2 separate regions of the Sus scrofa genome follow, and region 1 is linked to region 2. Evidence: chromatin contacts called from public HiChIP or PLAC-seq data. All regions are on one chromosome and are shown on one strand. Each heading gives the region's core, a stretch centred on a gene start, on an enhancer-like site or on the middle of the called end of the contact. The rest is flanking DNA. Distances are from core to core; before and after follow the strand shown.

What was found. HiChIP or PLAC-seq counts read pairs in DNA pulled down with a chosen protein or histone mark.
Region 1: a contact with region 2 is called in an H3K27ac HiChIP or PLAC-seq map of alveolar macrophages. The contact joins the enhancer-like site here to the promoter of CFL1 in region 2. A contact is called at or near these places in 1 of 5 promoter capture datasets (fetal skeletal muscle), 5 of 47 Hi-C or Micro-C datasets (adipose tissue, heart right ventricle, liver and 2 more) and 2 of 2 datasets of contacts at active chromatin or transcription factors (alveolar macrophages and skeletal muscle).

Annotation. Positions count from the first base shown.
Region 1 is chr2:6,549,830-6,554,315 of Sscrofa11.1, reverse strand. It overlaps AP5B1 (AP-5 complex subunit beta-1), which reads right to left. Exons shown (of 3, transcript XM_021082823.1): 3 at 2,980-4,486. The coding sequence ends at 3,107. Among named protein-coding and RNA genes, the nearest start is that of RNASEH2C, 11 kb to the left of the region's middle. Within about 2 kb of position 2,290, at least 5 of the 83 cell types and tissues checked have an H3K27ac peak or open chromatin away from gene starts, as enhancers often do. A contact at or near this core is called in alveolar macrophages, where this site is marked.
Region 2 is chr2:6,469,859-6,474,480 of Sscrofa11.1, reverse strand. It overlaps CFL1 (cofilin 1), which reads right to left and starts at 2,923. Exons shown (of 4, transcript NM_001004043.1): 1 at 2,843-2,923; 2 at 635-942; 3 at 308-384; 4 at 1-99. The coding sequence starts at 2,845. MUS81 (crossover junction endonuclease MUS81) reads left to right here and starts at 3,701. Exons shown (of 16, transcript XM_003122526.5): 1 at 3,701-4,622.

The sequences.
Region 1 (4,486 bases), core at 1,041-3,540, 80 kb before region 2:
CCTAGGCCACAGCCACAACAATGCCAGATCTGAGCCACATCTTCGACCTACACTACAGCTCACTGTAATGCTGGATCCTTAACCCACTGAGTGAGGCCAGGGATCAAAACTGCATCCTCATGGATCCTAGTCAGATTTGTTTCTGCTGAGCCGCAATGGGAACTCTAGATTATAGTATTAAATATCAATTCTGGTGCATTCTTTAGTTTTTCTTCTGGAACTCCAATACTACAGATGTGATTTCATATTTGACTACCTTCTGTTTCCATTACTTTCTCCTGATTCCTTCTTTGTCTTTGTCTCATTTTCATTCTCTTGTTTTTCTGTCTTTCTTCAATGCCACTTAAAATGTAATGTTTATTTGAGTACGTTCTCCCTCAGGCACCTTATAATCTTTTAGATAATTTTGTCTGTTTCTTCCTTTTCTTCCTTGAGTTGAATCAACTCTCTTTGCATTTCTTCCTGGGTTTTAAAATTTCTCACCAAAGTGGTTTTCCATGTTTAGTCTTTTTTTTTTTTTTTTTTTTTTTTTGCTTTTTAGGGCTGTATTTGTGACATATGGAGGTTTCTAGGCTAGGGGTCCAATCGGAGCTACAGCTGCCAGCCTACACCACAGCCCCAGCAATGAATCCATGCCGCATCTGGGACCTACACCACAGCTTGTGGCAACACCAGATCCTTAACCTACTGAGCGAGGCCAGGGATCAAACCCACAACCTGATGGTTCCTAGTCGGATTCATTTCCACTGGGCCACAATGGGAACTCCTGGTTTTTTGCATGTTTAAATGCTTGTTTTGAGTATATTTAACTCTATTTGGAGTCTTGTATTACAGCTTTCTTCGGCTTTGTGGCTGTTTTTTTCAGAAATGTGTGCAAATATGCCTTCATTGACATGTGATGAAATTCTTTTTCTGATATTTTGCAGCACATTTGTATGAAACTGTTAATCGGTTCGTTTCTGTGGTGTTGGGTGTTTTTATAAGATCCTTAGTTTAACTCGCCCTCTTCTGTCAACACGGACAAGTCCAGACACTTTGAAGCATTTGTTTTTGTTTGTTTAGATTTTTAGGGCCCAACTCGAGGCATGTGGAGGTTCCCAGGCTAGGGGTCTAATTGGAGCTACAGCTGCTGGCTTACGCCAGAGCCACAGCAACGCAGGATCTGAGCCGTGTCTGCAACCTACACCACAGCTCATGGCAACAACAGATCCTTGACCCACTGAGCAAGGCCAGGGATCGAACCTGCAACCTCATGGACACTAGTCAGATTTGTTTCCAGTGAGCCACAATGGGAACTCCAAAGCATTTGTTTGTTTTGAGAGTGGGGGCTAAGTCTGGGGCCTCTGATTTTGTTCTCTTTTGTCTTGGACAGCCATTCTCCACTTGCTTCCTTTTTTACAGCCAAATGCCAAAGGGCACTTCTCCCTTCCTTTCCACCTTCTTGCTCCCCAGAATCGGTCTCAAAAGCTACCCCTTCAAATCCCACAGATAATTTAAAATCCCTTCCCTGGATTTTAAATTAAGCTCTAACCTACTCCAGACACTTAACATTTGCAGACAGGAATTCCTGTTGTGGCGCAGCAGAAATGAATCAGACTAGTATCCATGAGGACAGGGGTTCGATCCCTGTCCTCACCCAGTGGGTTGGGGATCTGGCGTTGTGTGAGCCGTGGTGCAGGGCGCAGACTCAGCTCGGATCCCACATTGCTGTGGCTATGGTGTAGGCCAGCAGCTGCAGCTCCGATGTGACCCCTAGCCAGAGAACTTCCCTATGCCGCCAGTGTGGCACTAAAAAACAAAGAAAGAAAAAAATGTCAGACTTAGTTTCTTTTTTCCTGTAACTGAACACTTACTGACTTGGCAGTGGCTTGGCCGGATCATATGGCACTGACTGCAGTAGCTCCAAATTGGGACAGACCTCGCCACCTGGTCTGCAACAGCCCCACGCATCCTGGGCCCTTCTTCCCTTGCCCACCTGATCAGGAGGGGATGACTGGGTGCTCAAGAAGAGGCCCTTACCGCCGAGCAGTAAGGCCCAAGCCTCTGGTTATTCTCCGCCCAGACCACCCAGTAGTGCTGGCTGCTGCTCCTGCAGCCTCTGGGGGTGGCCCCGGGCAGAGAGAGGGGAGGAGGGTGGCCTGTGGCCCATGCAGATCTCTGCTCTGATGATGTGCTAATGGAAACTCGCTCCAGGATGACAAAACCGGAATACCAACCAGCTGGGTGACTGTAGGACAATCACTCAACCCTCTGGCTTACAGATTTCCTCATCCGTGGGGCCCTGCTGAGCTGTTGCAAGGATCAAGTGAGGCAACCTATGTGGAAAACAGCTCAGCATCCGGCAGCCTCAATACGTCTGAACCCTAAGTATCCGATATGTTTGCAAAAAGAACTAGGCGGCCTAGCTGTCCTTACCTGGGAAGAGTCCTAGATCCACAGATTGGGTTTCCTAGGAACTGGAGCAAGGAGAGGTTAGCTTAGTTTCAGTCTAGAGCACTGGGCCCCTCCTTTCAGCCCTCAAACCATACCAGCAGGCCCTTCCTAGAGCTGGCTCTAACCAACACAGCCTGGGAGCCCCCTCCCTAAGCAAAGGTGACTCACTGAGCCGCTGCAGCCTCCTCTGTTTCTGCGTCTCAGTCCATCATCCTCTCCGGCCTGAGTTCCCTGTGCAGGGACCCTGCAAACCTCTGCAGTTGAAGAGCACTGGCTCGCAGGTCAGGAGGCCCAAGTCCAGCTTTGGTCTCATCCCCAAATTACTGGGTGGCTTTGGGAAGGCCAGACCAGCTCCAGGAAGCAGAGACATGGATATTTTTTCTCTTGCCTCCTGGGCAGGGATCCTAAAAAAGCCCAGCATATCTGGGCGGGAAGACTGCCCTGCAGTCTGGGGGCCCCTAGTCTGGAAGCTTTCCTGGAGCCTCTAACTCTCACCCCAGTGGGTCTGCCCCCAACCAGGGCCCAAAAGGAAGCAAACCAGTGAGGGTCGTTAGCAAAGTGTAGGTTTTTTTTAAAGAACGGGCCTACGGGACGGTCTCCTGGCTCAGCAGCTCTTCCCAGGCAAGTGCCTGCCAAGGCCGGAGTCCTGCTCCTGCCTGGCCTGGCCCCAGGCTCAGCCAGCAGCTGCCAGCCCACGGAGGTAGTCCCCCACCAGCGGCAGCACTGCCCAGTCATCAGTCCGCAGGGCCACAGGCACACCGTCCGCCTGGGCTGCCTCCAGCCGCAGCAGCAACTTCGAGTTCGGGGGGAGACGGATGGCGACACAGTAGCTGGTGGGGGGTTGGGCCACCACCACAAAGGGCTCCAGGTGGCGGGACACCAAGGCCTCCAGCCCATGCGGCCCGAGAGGGCACCACAAGTGACTCTCGGCGCCCTTCGGCAGGCAGGAGTCCCAGAGCTCCTCAAAGAAGTCCACCTTGGCCCCCTCGGGGGGCTGGGGGAAAGGGAGAAAGAGGTCAGCGAAGTTCACGAGCAGGGGAGGCAGGTGCGCGTGGCACGTGAGGCCCGCGGGTGTGGTGTACAGGGCGCGCACAGCCAGCCTCGCGGGAGCCGGGCGTCGGGGCTGCAGAGGCAGGAGCAGAGGGCGAGCAGGGCGGCTGGGACACAGGCAGGGCACGTGGACAGCCCCCAGGGGTGCATAGAGCTGTCTTTCCACACTGAAGCGCAGCTCCAGAGAATACACTGGCTCCAGCACCTCCACCTGGAGCTGGAGCACTGGGACTGGGCCCTCAGCTCTGCGGGGCCCCAGGCTTAGCCGAATTGGGGCCGGGGCCTCCTGCACCATCAGTGCCTTAGCAAAGCCCTGATTCTCAGCCACCAGCGAAGAGGCCAGTGCAGGTGCAGCAAGGGAGGGGCCCAGGGCCACCCCCAGCTTGGGCCTCGCCAGGTGGGCCAGGAGGATATAGTAGAGGCGAGCGTGGTCCCGCCCATCAGGGTCCTCCAGCTGCCTGGCCAGCGCCTGCAGCAAGTCCGCCAGGCCCCTCACGACCCCTGCCCGCAGTAGGGCCCGGCAGACCTTTAGCAGGGCCTGCTGGAGACCCCAGTCCGTGCAGTGGGTGGCCGCGGCCTGCAAAAAGCTGAGCGTGGCACCCTGGGCATCCCCGTCTGCCACCTTTGCCAGCATCTGCAGGTGCCAACGAAGGGCCTCATCCCTGCCTGGCCTGGACACCACCTCCTGCCTCAAGACCACCTTCAAGGGTTCCCCCAGCTCGGGGCCCACCTGATCCAGGAGATCTGCAAAGTGGGGAGTCAGGGCAGGCCGGGCCCGGTACAGCTGGGCCAGTCCATGGGTCAAGGGCGTCAGCACCACAGGGTGTCCAGCCAGGCAGCGAGCAACTAGGTAAGAGGCCTGGAAGCAGAGCGTGGCCAAGGCCCGGGGGCCGCCGTCCAGGGCTGCCCTCTGCCGCAGGCCGGCCAGTAGCTCCTCCAGGTAGCGCCGGGGGCTTGGATCCTGGCCTTGCTCCTCCTTGTCTTCGTCTTCCACACAGAGCAG
Region 2 (4,622 bases), core at 1,674-4,173:
CCTCCAGGGAGATGACGGCGCTGCCCCCCAGCTTCTCTGCCAGGGTGCAGCGGTCCTTGACCTCCTCGTAGCAGTTCGCTTGTAATTCATGCTTGATCCCTGTGGGGCAGAAGGGGGGACATCTGTGAGGAACAAGGGCGGGGGTGGGTGGGGGGTGCTGCAGCTGAGAAGGAGCTGGTCAGAACAGATGGAGGAGACCAGGCTGCCTTCCAGCAGGCAGGGAAGGAGAGGGGGGGACCGCCACCACGCCCGGGCAGCCAAGGCCTGGGTGGAAAGCGTGTGTGGCACCAGTGATGCTGGCCCTCACCTGTCAGCTTCTTCTTGATGGCGTCCTTGGAGCTGGCGTAGATCATTTTGCTCTTCAGGGGTGCACACTCAGGGGCCCTGGAAAGAAAGAGAACTTCCAGCAACGCCCCCTCCTCCGCCTCTACCAAGGGCCCTCCAACAGCGAATGACTTCCAGACACGCGAAGCACTGGCGCTTTCACCAACTTCCTCCCTGACTGGCGTTTTCGCACAACGCTGTCCCTCCACACATACCCCTCGGGGTTAACCAGCAGCCAAGGGCGGCCCTCCCCAGCCTGAGAGCGCCGGGCAGGGCAGAGCCGGGGCAGGTGCCCGCAGGAGGAGCTCACCAGAAGATGAACACCAGGTCCTCCTTCTTGCTCTCCTTGGTCTCGTAGGTGGCGTCATAGAGGGCGTAGCGGCAGTCCTTGTCCGGCAGCATCTTGACAAAGGTGGCATAGGGGTCGTCTACAGTCTGGCCCACGTCACCCACGAGGATCTCCTTGCCCTCCTCCAGGATGATGTTCTTCTTGTCCTCGCTCAGGCAGAAGAGCACCGCCTTCTTGCGCTTCTTCACCTCCTCCGGTGTCGAGGACTTACGCACCTTCATGTCATTGAACACTTTGATGACCCCGTCAGAGACAGCCACACCGGAGGCCTAGAGGACGGGCCGCATGTACCTCATAAGGAAGAGGTTTCTGGGAAGTGCCCTGAAGTCCCTCCTCCGCTTTCTGGGGAGATCTGTCTAGACGCCACGGGGTGTAGTCCTTACTCCCAAGAGGTCATGAATCCCCTCCCCAAGACAAGTGTCTCTATCTCCCCACCCCAGTTCCTGTCCAAGGACCAGATGTCACACAACCCCAGAATGGCAACCGTGAGAGACACATCTGGTCAAGTAACTCAGTATCCTTCCTTCCCAGCCTGACATCCTGCAGGCTAGAGTCTGAAGACCTGCGAGCAGCAGAGCCTTGGCCCAGATGGGAGCCCAGAATTGAAAGAACCTACAGAACTGACTACTGGCTCGTTTCCTACTCACATCCTCAATCTCGGCTTTTGCCTCCTGTGCTGACTCAGAACTTCACGGAGGTGGAAGAGGACCCAGACACCCAGGCTACAGTCACTTCTGAGAACCAGGACCCCATAATGCTACATGGGACACCAGCGGTGCTCAACTGTTCTAACAAGTCCATCAGAACTGTCCCATGCGGTGACTACACAAGCTGTCCTATCCTCCGCTGGGGTCTTCCTAAACCCAAGCAAGAACCACAAACGCCTAATTAAGGCCCTACCCAACAACTCCCTGTTCCCCAGAATATATGCAGGCCCCAAAAGTCACTGATCTAAGTTAGCACTCCAAACACCTTGGCCCTTGAGAGCTCTTTAAACTTTTCTGGGTCGTGCTGGGGCCCAACCTAGCCGGGAGAGAGTGACTGTCCAAGGTAAAAACCTGCCCCCGCTCCCGGAACTGCAGAGGAAGCTGGCCACGTGATTGAGCCGCTTCCGGAGTAGGCGGAGAAGAGATCGGCTAGACTCAGACCCCTCCCCGAGAAAAACCGGTACACAGATGCAGAGACACCTCTAGACTCTCAACCCCAAGGAATCGCCTTTACCCACCAGCTTACTGGTCCCCTCCGCTGAGGGCCTGGGCACGTTACACAACCTTCGGCCCTCGAAGCCTTCGGGCTGAACAGAGGGGGCGGGGTGGTTTCCGGGCGGTGCCCGCCTGGGTCACTTCCCTAAACTCAGCTCCACCCTCAGGCCCCATCCGGGAAAGCCGACGGCCCCACTTGTCCAGGGATTCGGGCCCGGCGGCCAGGCCTGAGCGAGTGCGCACGCGCCGGCCGACAGCGCCGTTCCATCCCTCGCCGGGAGTACTCGGCGGAGAACCCAGCTCGTCTCGTGGGCTCGCTCCCGAGCGCGGCCGTGGTCGCTGCGGGGTCCGCTGCGCGGGGCAAGCCCCCAATCTCAGGCGCCTGCGCCAAAACCCGGACACCCCCGCATCCCAGCTAGCCGCGCCGCCCCCGCCCCTTGTGGGCATCCCTGCCACCTGCTCTCGAGACAGACCCGCCTGCGAGGGAGGGTGACGCGAAGACAGGAACAGCCCTTGGGTGGGGCGCGCGCGCCGAGAGCGCTCGCGCGCTTTTCCTTCGCCGCCCCCGAGCCAGGTTTGGATGCCGCGTGCTCCCAGCGCGCGCGCGCACCCGCGAACCCATTCGCTTCGGCACCGCCGCGACGCGCGACACCGGCTGCTCCGCGACGGCCGCGCACCCGCGCGCCCTGGACCCCTCCCCCACGGCCAGTGTCCGCGCGGGCGCAACAGCGGAGTGGGGGAGGGGAGGGGAGTCCAGGGGGCGCGCGAGCGACGTCCGAGCCGGCCCTCACCGGCGCCCGCGGGCGCGCACGCGCGTCCCAGCGCCGCCCGCCCCTCAGCACGAGACCCTCATCCAGCCGGGGGATCTGGGGGAGGGGGTGCCGACGTCGCTCCCCCGTTCCCTCCCGCGCACGCAGACAATCGACTCGCAGCCGCCTCCCCTCCCGCGCCGTGGCCTGCCGCTCACCATATTTCCGGAAGCGAAAAGGAGATAGCAAGGAGCCAGAAAAGACAAGAGCCGCTTCAGCTGCTGCCGGGATCCGACTGAACGCGGCCTCTCCCGGCCCCTTCCGTTTAGTATGAGCCGCACAATGAGGGGCGGGGCGGGCTTCCGGCGCTCCTCCTGAAGACCGACGGGAAATGAAGTCCGAGGCTCCTGCGCTGTCCTCGGGCCAGCTGGGTAGCAGAGTCTTTTTCATCTGACAGCGTCTGGTCGTCACGTTGCATACTGGGAAGTGTAGTCCGGGGACAGCTGAGAGGGGCGGGACTACAGCAAGGAGAGCGCGCGGGTTGGTGGAATGCCCCAGGAAACGCTCTGCACAGAGCCAAGGCCTCGGTGCTGGGTGATTTGACCTGAAAATGAGCCTCGATTTCGCGCTTCTTTATCCCGTACCGAAACGGTTTTCCTAAGGTCCATCCTGGCGTTTTTCTGGATCTCTTGGTCTAAAAATTTCCAGTGACTTGGTATTTTGCTTTTGTGAATTGAAGCAACTATTCATTGGTCTGGAATCCAGTCCTAGAGCAAGGAGAATCCCAAGTATAAGGAGACTTCAATCCAGGACACATTCATTAACCATTCTCCATACTCAAAAGACACTCTTGTCTACTGAGGAAAGGCGATGTGCAATTTCAATAAAATAAGAGAAAAAAAACACAAGGAAAGACTACAAAGAAATCTTTGAAAATAGAGCTTTGTACTAGTTTTAAAAGCATTTGGCATATTCATGAGGCAATAAAGGGAGAAGAGCAGGGATTTATGCATTCGAAGATTACCGCCTTTTACTAGGCAGTGAGCAGAGGAAACAGATTTTATTTTATTTTTGCCATTTCTTGGGCTGCTCTCACGGCATATGGAAGTTCCCAGGCTAGGGGGTCGAATCGGAGCTGTAGCTGCCAGCCTATGCCAGAGCCACAGAAAGGCGGGATCCGAGCTGCGTCTGCGACCTACAGCACAGCTCACGGCAATGCCGGATCCTCAACCCACTGAGCAAGGGCTGGGATCGAACCCGCAACCTCATGTTCCTAGTCGGATTCGTTAACCGCTGCTCCACGACGGGAACTCCAGGAAACAGATTTTAAACCAGACTTAAATCTCGTTCTCCAGTTGGTAACCAGGCATATGGTTAATTTAATACCCACAGAAATTAAAACAGAAGCTCTGTGGGAGCATAACCTTCAAAAAACAGACTAGGGTGGGGGACTCCAGGGAGATTTCATTGGCTTTCAACAAAGGCCATAGCCGCTTACTCTGCAGAAGACAGGGTCGCAAACAAGAGAATTGGGGGCATCGATCCCATATGCAGAATAAAGGCTGTAAATGAAGAGCTGGAAGCTTGGTCTTCAGCTGGGGAGCAACACCCGAGACTGGGGTATGTCGCAGAGCATGCCGGGGACTGTAGTCGGGGACGTACCGCTGCATTGCCCCCCCACCGGGAGCATCAGGTGGGGACCGCAGCTCGACCGCCGCCTCCTGCAAGAGACCTTGCTACAAGATGAGATTGGCTCCACCTTTTTGAGCTTCGGAGTTTCCAAGAGCAACGAGGAGGGGGGTGGGAGATTTCGCAGTTACCCTGGAGACGCGCTCCCGCCCGCCCCTAGCTGCGGGATGCCCTAGATGTCCTTATTAGGACAAGAGACTAGAGGGGGCGGGTCCAATCCGAACGCCTGCTGGAGGCTCCTTATAAGGCAGCGTCAGGCGGGAGGCGGGAGTGCGGAGCCGGCCGGGGGGTGCGGGATCGAGGCTGGGC